2 separate regions of the Ovis aries genome follow, and region 2 is linked to region 1. A link is a contact called in public Hi-C data. All regions are on one chromosome and are shown on one strand. Each heading gives the region's core, a stretch centred on a gene start, on an enhancer-like site or on the middle of the called end of the contact. The rest is flanking DNA. Distances are from core to core; before and after follow the strand shown.

What was found. Hi-C and Micro-C count contacts between places; a contact is called where the count stands out from the background.
Region 2: a contact with region 1 is called in a Hi-C map of liver, with 4 times the contacts expected there. The contact joins two enhancer-like sites. A contact is called at or near these places in 2 of 16 Hi-C or Micro-C datasets (liver and mixed tissues).

What each region holds. Positions count from the first base shown.
Region 1 is chr1:110,547,638-110,551,823 of ARS-UI_Ramb_v3.0, reverse strand. No RefSeq gene overlaps it. Among named protein-coding and RNA genes, the nearest start is that of CRP, 170 kb to the left of the region's middle. Within about 2 kb of position 1,518, at least 3 of the 54 cell types and tissues checked have an H3K27ac peak or open chromatin away from gene starts, as enhancers often do. A contact at or near this core is called in liver, where this site is marked.
Region 2 is chr1:110,787,226-110,791,668 of ARS-UI_Ramb_v3.0, reverse strand. No RefSeq gene overlaps it. Among named protein-coding and RNA genes, the nearest start is that of DUSP23, 5.3 kb to the left of the region's middle. Within about 2 kb of position 2,233, at least 2 of the 54 cell types and tissues checked have an H3K27ac peak or open chromatin away from gene starts, as enhancers often do. A contact at or near this core is called in liver, where this site is marked.

The sequences.
Region 1 (4,186 bases), core at 269-2,768:
TTTCATCCAATGACAGAGAAAAATCAGTGTTCACCTGAGATTATGACTGACCTTTCCACTAAAGAAGCTATTTCAGACTCTAAATGCCAGGCTCCAGGCAGCTGTTGGCTGACTCCTGCCTCCCCTTCCCAATTCTGGCAGCATCACAAACCCACCTCTTCCTTTCCAGGTCTTGCTGATACAGGAGTCTACCCTTGATCTCAGTTCTCTGTTTGTAGTTTCAGGGTTTGTTGGTAAAAGAAGCTGCCTGATAAATTTGTCATCTCCTATCAACTTTTGGGTTCAGCCCTCTGTCTAGATCAGCCTCCCTCAATGAAATCTCACGTCTGAATTCAGAATTCAACTGTCATGCCCCTCCAGAATGTCACAGTATTCATTTCTCGGCCTTTGTCCTTTACATCCCTGAATTATCACTCATTTATTTAGAATCACTCATCTCCATTCTCATATTTATAAAAATACACCTTGATTGATGAAGTGGATTTTTTGATCCATTAGAATTATTTTCTTTCTATTCCTTATAACCCATTGGCCATAAGCATCTCCTTGCTGTTTGTTCATCAACCCTTTGTGAGTATAGCATCTTGGGGAGGTGCTATGAAAAGAAGAAAAAAATAATGGCAGGAACTCAGTGTAACTGAGTCTTAAGTCTGTTGAAGTGAAGACTCCCTCTATATAGGAATATACTTCTGAGTCTATAGTTTTACAGAGAACACACACATTGAGAAAACAGAGGGAGATGTCTCAGCTGGGGCGCTGGCAGAGGTCTTAGCCCAAGCTGTCTTGTTCCGCTCTTGTCCTCTTGTTCTGCCCTATGCCATGTTTCTGCCTAGGACCTAGAGTCCATGTCAGGACAAGAGAATTTTCCCTTGTTCAGCCATTTAATTCACATCCGTAAAACTGCAGAATACAGAGAAAGAGCCTCACAGAAGCCGGCAGAGCTCACCTGGCTGGGCCTCTCCAGCTTTGTGAGCCTTGCTGTGCATTATCTTCACTTCACCAGGGAGCAGCCCTGTCCTGGCTCTAACCACATTGTCTATGTCCTTCTTTCTGTTTTTTTTTTTTTTTTTGTCTTCTTCACCACCACCAGCTGTTGTGTCATGTGAAAATCCCTGAGATGTAGAGTTTGTGAACAAGAGGGTGTGTGCCCCATTGGTGTGTGTTTTATTTAGTATTGGCCCAGGTGTAGTAGTTATCTAGATATCATCTCTTCTCCGTTTATACTTCTGTGATGCTAAAGTATATTAAACTTTCCTTTATTGCCACTCCTACCCATGACATAAACCATTTATTTCCCACAAATACATTCAGGCGTTCCTGGGCTTGCATCAACGCCCTCATCACTTGCCTCTGTCAGTTAACTCAAGCCCGAACTGGTCAATTCAGTAGGACATAGACCCTCTCAGAGATCTACGCCATTGTCATATGCTGTTGGACCTTGCTGTTTACAGTGCTGGGTACACAGAGGCCAAGGATACCACATGCAGAGTCGTGGACACAAGCATTACTTAACAGGTTGACTCATTTCATCAGGTGACCTTTAGTCCTGGCCAGTGTTTTTTCCTGCTTACAGACATTTCACAGCTCACGAGTAGACCAAACAGAAAGCTGTGTTGTGAGCTGGTTCACAGACTTAGCCTGCTTTTCTACTTATTCTCTATAAAGAAGGCAGGAGCCAGGCTTTCTGATCGGGGTGCACATGACTACAGAGACGGTAATACTCCAGGAGAACTTTGATGACTTCTTTTTATGGAAGAGCATGTTAATTGAAAATCCTCCTGGCTTCCACTTCACTTGACCACTTGCTGCTTGACTTTTGTCCGTGCACAGACGTAGTGACAGTGACAGCAGTGACTTCAGTTAAAGAATCGCATGGACCACCTGAGACCTTCCCCACTCCCATGATCTCAGTTATATGATCCTTAATAGCTATTTCAAAAAGACTTTCCTTCACCATCCCTGGTTTGGGAAGATCCCCTGGAGAAAGGAATGGCAACCCACTCCATTATTCTTGCCTGGAGAATCCCATGGACAGAGGAGAGCCTGGTGGGCTACAGTCCATGGGGTCGCAAAGTGTTGGATATGACTGAGCGACTTTCACTCACTCACTCACCTCCTTAACCATTTGCTGATTGAAAAACAGTTGCAACGAGAGAGACCTTTCCATGAATCCATCCCCACTTAAAGTGTGTATTTAGGTGGAGTATCCTCTAGTTTTATAGGAGGAAAAGTCCCTTTAAAGTGACAGTATTATTATAGCCTTGGAAATGGCACAGAGAGAACAGGGGGGTGTCTCTTCTCAAGCAATGATGTCTTCATTCAGAACACTTTTTAAAAAGTTTATCTTCTTGTTCCTCTAAAGCCTTTGAGAATTGTTAATTCCATAGTGGCTATGTGGTAGCTATTTGGAGTAGATGTGGTTAATTCTGGGCAAGTGACTTTGATTGCTCTTTGCTAGCATTTTCCAATAAATTAAACTTATATCAATGCCCATTTTCCCTTCTGCTAGGTAAGTGTGGGCTATAAGTTTATTTCTGTCCCATGTTTTTTCCCAGTAGAGTTCTTGCTCTGAAGATCTCTTCTTTGTTCATATATTACAGTTTTTTTCTTAGATGGGTGGTTATGTGTTTAATTAAGAAATTTTATATACTTCTACTGTTAGAACTAGAAAATTTGTTGGAAAAAGCTAGTATAGTGACATCTATTTTTACACATTCCTATATTTTGGATATAAATGACACATTGCTATTTCAACTCCAAGGTCAGTCTTTCCATATTTCATTTTGAGAACTCTTGTCATATTTTTAACCTCAAAATTAGGATTGAGGTACATTTTGGCCATGTGTGATTTTCCTTTCTTCAACAGACTGCTTAAGGTCAAGTGTCTCAGGCATTGGTGGTTCCCTTCTCCTGGAATTTCTCGTTTGTTTCACACAGGAGACTGGGAGGATTAACAGGTGATGCCAGTGTCTTAGGATCAGCACCCGATGTACCATAAAGGGCAGTTCTGAAGCTGAAGACCACAGATCCTTAAGGGGTTCTTGAATAGGTTTAAAGGCATTTGTGAACTCTCTGAAAATGTGTGCAAAGTATTGTGAGCATGGGCACATGTGCATTTTTCATCAGATTTTCAGAGAAGTCTCTGATCTGCCAAAGATAAATATTGATTGCTCTAGATTAGGGTTTTGTAAAGCTATTTTGACTCAGACCTATAGTAAGTAGTATATTTTGTGATGCTATATGCATGCATTCATACACACACACACGCGCGCACACACACACACACACACACACACACATCTATAAATACACCTTGATCCAAATCATCACAAAACAATTCAAAAGCTTAAGTCAGGGAAATCCCAGAATGTTTGAGAAATGACAGGAAGTCCTGTGTGGCTAGAGAGGAGTGACAAGAGTGCATAATAGAAAATATATTGATCAGAGCTGCCTTCATCATCAGCAGTTAGTTCAGTCACTCAGTCATGTCTGACTGTGTGTGACCCCACGGACTACAGCACGTTAGGCCTCCCTGTCCATCACCAACTCCTGGAGTTTGCTCAAACTCATGTCCTTCGAGTTGGTGATGCCATCCAACCATCTCATCCTCTGTTGTCCCCTTATCCTTCTGCCTTCAATCTTTCCCAGCATCAGAGTCTTTTCCAATGAGTCAGTTCTTCGCATCAGGTGGCCCAAGTATTGGAGCTTCAGCTTCAGCATCAGTCCTTCCAATGAATATTCAGGACTGATCATGATCAGCATCACTAACAGCTCTTCTCTCTTCCACTCCTGCCCAACGCAGGCAGCACTAGTTGCTCCTTTCTGTCTGCTGACATAGTTGTTTGCACATATTTTAAGTATTTTAGTATTATTTATCATGGTGTATTCTATTAGGGATGTATATGTATCTTTTAGCGGAAAATTTGTCATACTTTCACTCAAAATCTAGGTGCTGAGTATTTATAATGTGTCAATCACTGTCCTAAGGAGATAGATTCTGTATCCCTAAGGAACTCAGGCTCTCAAGAGAGAGACCACCACATAAAAAATTAGGCATATTTCTTCATTGCTCTTTGCTTTATTGTGCTTTGAAGATACTGTGTTTTCTTTCTTACAAATTGAAGGTTTGCAGCAACCTGTGTTGAGCAAGTCAGTCGGCACCGTTTTCCCAATGGATTCCTTTTAA
Region 2 (4,443 bases), core at 984-3,483, 240 kb before region 1:
ATATGCTTTTTACATGTCTGTGCTTTTAAGAAGAGAATGACTATGTCAATATGATCCTGGCTAAGTCTAGTTACTGTTTTGTAAAAAGGGATGAATAAACCTTGCTCTTTGCAGAGCTCTGCTCCTGTTGTGTGCACGTGTTTGATCACGTGTATTTGTGAGTGTGTTGAGGGGGACATTTTCCTGGAGAATTATCTGTTGACACTGATGGTAGGCTGAATAATAAGCTTAATTTCCCTGACTTCAAGAATTTACAACATACTGGGGGGAGATTTGGTAATTGTTCTCATAGCATATAATAAAGTATTGAACTACTCATCAAAGACAATCAGATCATGTATATTGAAAAGTTAATTGTGCAGTAAAAATAACAAGCACAAAAGAAGCCTGTAGGGGAAAGGTAAGCTTGGGTTGGAAGCACCAGCACAGTCTTAGGAGGACAGGATCTTCCTTCTGTTTTGTTCACTGTCTGTTGTGAAATGCTGGAAATAACATTCTTTGAAAGTCCAATATAGTGGTTTTAGGGCTGTCTACCTCCCACTTCCCCAGCTGGTAAGAATGTTTTGACCTTGTCCTCCTTGATGGCGAAGCCTCAGTTCCCCGATGGCCTGATACCAGCGGCAACTGGAGCTGAAGCCAGAGTCAGAGAATTCCTTCCTCCAAGTCGGTCCCTGTGTCTTACCAAGGCAGAGGATTGTTTGGATCTGTGTTCCTGTGGCCCTTAGACTGCAGCCAGAGCTCCCAGTGTCTTAAATGTTCTGATCTCCTTTTGTCTTAACACAGTTCAGACGTGGGACCCTATGATGTGGAAACTGAGTTTAAGAAGGGATGGTGTGGTAGCCAGCCTTAAAGATGCTCCCCACGTAGGGAACCATCTCCTGTCTTGTGCAATCCTTTCCCACATTGTTAGGGCTGGTTTGTGTCATCAACAGGATTTTGTGGAAATGATGGAATTCCACATTCCCTTCTGAATGGAAGAGAGAAGGCAAACTTAAGTGGAAGTGGAAGTTTGCAGTGACTGAAAATCGCTCAGTCATGACTGACTCTTTGTGACCCCATGGACTGTAGTCCACCAGTCCCTTCTTTCCGTGGAATTCTCCAGGCAAGAATACTACAGTGGGTAGTCATTCCTTTCTCGAGGGTATCTTCCCCACCCAGGGATGGAACCTGCGTCTCCTGCATTGCAGGCAGATCGTCACTGTCACAGCCACTAGGGAAGCCCTTTATAACTTTACCCATCTATGTGACTTCTTAGGTAAAGTCATAAAAGATGGTATGGTTTTTGACTTGCTCTTTTGTGGGAGAAGCCAGCTGCTGTGTTGTGAGGAGTCTCATGAGAGATCCATGCGGGAGGCTTCGTATCAACCTCGTGGAAGGGGTCTGGCTATTTTGGAAGTGGATCTTCTGGCTCCATCAAGACTTTAGACTACCTGCCCAACATCTTGACAATAGCCTCACAGATCCCTGGGCCAGAATCACCCAGCTAAGCCTCCCTTGAATTCTCATGCATAGAAACTCTGAGATAATAAATACTTAATATTTTAAACCATCAAATTTTGGGATAATTTCTTACGTGGCAATAGGAAACCAGTACAGATGGGAATATTCAAATAAAAGGAAAGAAGAGAAATAATTTTTCTTTTCTACCATGCATAATAGCACATGGGATCTTAGTTCCCAGACCAGGGATCTAACCCATGCCCTCTCCACCACCCCCTCTCCCAGCAGTAGAAGCACAGAATTTTAACCACTGGATCATGAAGGAAGTCCTGAGAAATAATTGCTGATAAACTTAAGAAGTGAAATAAAATCAAGTTTATTTTTCAAAAAAAAAAGTTATACTCTAAGCAACTGCAGTCTAAGTGTGTGTGTGTGTGTGTGTGTTTGGGGGATGGATTGTTGTGATAGGTCCATGCAAATTTTCTACATTTGGAGAACTGTACTGTATGCAGGAACCAAATAGAATAGTTTGGGTGTGAGTTTTGTAAATATGGTATTGGAGGTATGTGGGTTTTATGTGGTGTTCATATAGTTATGGATGATATACAAATTATTTAATAACGGGCCATGGCCCAGGAAGCAAGCAATTGGGATGGACTCTCCATCAACCATCACCATTGCCTATAAATGAATGGTGATGCTATCCTGCTGTCTATTGGGTGCACATTGGTATTGAGTGTACAGGCTCTGATGTAATCTGGGGTGTGGCCAGATTACCTTGGACATTTTAATATAGGTCTTTCCACAAGATGGCACTGACAGCTTTTCCCTGTTTCTCTCTCTCTCTCTTTCTCTCTCACTCCTCCCTCTGTCTTTTTTTGTATTTTGATTTGTATACTGTTACAGAACATACCGTGACAGATAGCGCACAACTTACTAGTTGATTTCATATGCTTTCTGACAATTCTATCACCTTCATGGCACTTAAAATTCTGTTTTTCCTTTAGACCATTCTAGGAGTACACTTGAGACCATGTTGGGATATTAGGGGGAGGTCTTATCCTGGAAGCTATGATTAGGCGGGGTTAGAGATAGAGAGGGAATTGGGGACTGGGCTTTAGTTTTTGCAAAGCTGTTGAGTACAGTCAAGTGAGAGCAGAATCAGAGAAGAGGGAGCACTCAGTAAGAGACACCTTTGAGATGAGAATAGTTTTGGTAAACTATCTTACTTCTAGGATTAATGCTCTATAAACTGCTTTCCCTTGGATCCAGAGGGAAGAAATTACTGAAAACCTTGGCATTGCACTTTTATAGCATAAGTGTAAAAATCAGAAAGAATCTTAGAGATCTTCTGGTTTAACCTCACTATTTTTAGGTGAGGAAACAGCTCACTGAGTCACTCAGCTGGTCTATACTAGTACTCAATCCCCTATAACTAAGAAGTAGAAACTAACCCAATAAAAACTGGGCAAGGGACTTGGATGCTTCTTAAAAGACTATATAGGCCAGTACTAACCTGAAAAGGGTCCCTATGTCAGTAGTTGTCAGAGAAGTGCAAATTATAACCACAGGAGTATACCCACTCAGTTCAGTTCAGTTCAGTTGCTCAGGCGTATTCGACTCTTTGCAACCCCATGAACCGCACACGCCAGGCCTCCCTGCCCATCACCAACTCCTGGAGTCCACCCAAACCCATGTCCATTGAGTCGGTGATGCCATCCAACCATCTCATCCTCTGTCGTCCCCTTCTCCTGCCCTCAATCTTTCCCAACATCAGGGTCTTTTCCAATGAGTCAGCTCTTCACATCAGGTGGCCAAAGTATTGGAGTTTCAGCGTGGCTAAAATTAAAATGACTGATAATGCCAAATATTATGGCAAAGATAAGGGACTGTTGGAGCTCTCATACATTGGTGATAGGAGTGTAAAAGTGTACAACTCTTTTGGAAAACTTTTCGACAGATGCTTATAAAGTTAAATATACACCTCCCTATGATCCAGTAATTCTGTTCCTAAGAATTACTCAAGAGAACAAAATCATTTGTCCACTAAAACACTTGTAGAAGAATATTCTTAGAAGCTTTATTCATAATAACCAAAAAATGTCAGGAAAACCAAGATTCACCAACAGGAAAGCATCCATAAACAAACTGTGATATATATCCATAAAATAGAATATTATTTAGCAGTAAAAGGAAATAACTACTGATAAACGTAACAAGTAACACGATAAAAGTACACCGCGTGAATCTCAAAAACATTAAGCTGAGCAAAAGGAGTCAGACACAACAAGAACGTAAGTATGATCTTCTGGGTGTGAAGTTCAAGGCCTGGCAAAATGAATCTGTGGTGATAGAAATCAGAAGAATGGTTGCCTCTGTGTGGGAAGGACAATAAGCTGGAAAGGGAATGAGAAAACTTTTCAGCAGTGATGGAATCATTATCTTTTTTCTTAAAAACATTGAAATACAGTTGATTTATAATGTTTCAGGTGTACAGCAAATGATGCAGATATATATATTTCATATATATATTTTAAGTTATATATGTATATTATATATTATATGTATGTGGGCTTCCCTGGTGGCTCAGACAGCAAAGAATCTGCCTGGAATGCGGGAAACCTGTGTTTGTTCCCTGGGTCAGGAAGATCCCCTGGAGAAGGAAATGGCAACCCACTCCAGTATCCTTGCCTGGAAAATCCCATGGGCAGAGAAGCTTGGTGAGCTACAGTCCACGGGGTCGCAAAGAGTCACATGACTGACAGGCTAACACGCACACACACATGGGTGAATCTAAATAAATACATATGAAATCCTCATGCTATCAAACATCACTGGGTCAGTAAACTATGTGACCTGGTCCAAATTACTTTACATTTCTAAGTCTCCATTTCAGATGTCTGTAATGATATAGATTATTAAGGATTATTGATAGGTTCAAATAAGGTAGAAACATGTTATAACCTGGCAAAATGCTGGCACGCAATTGGTGTTCACAAATGG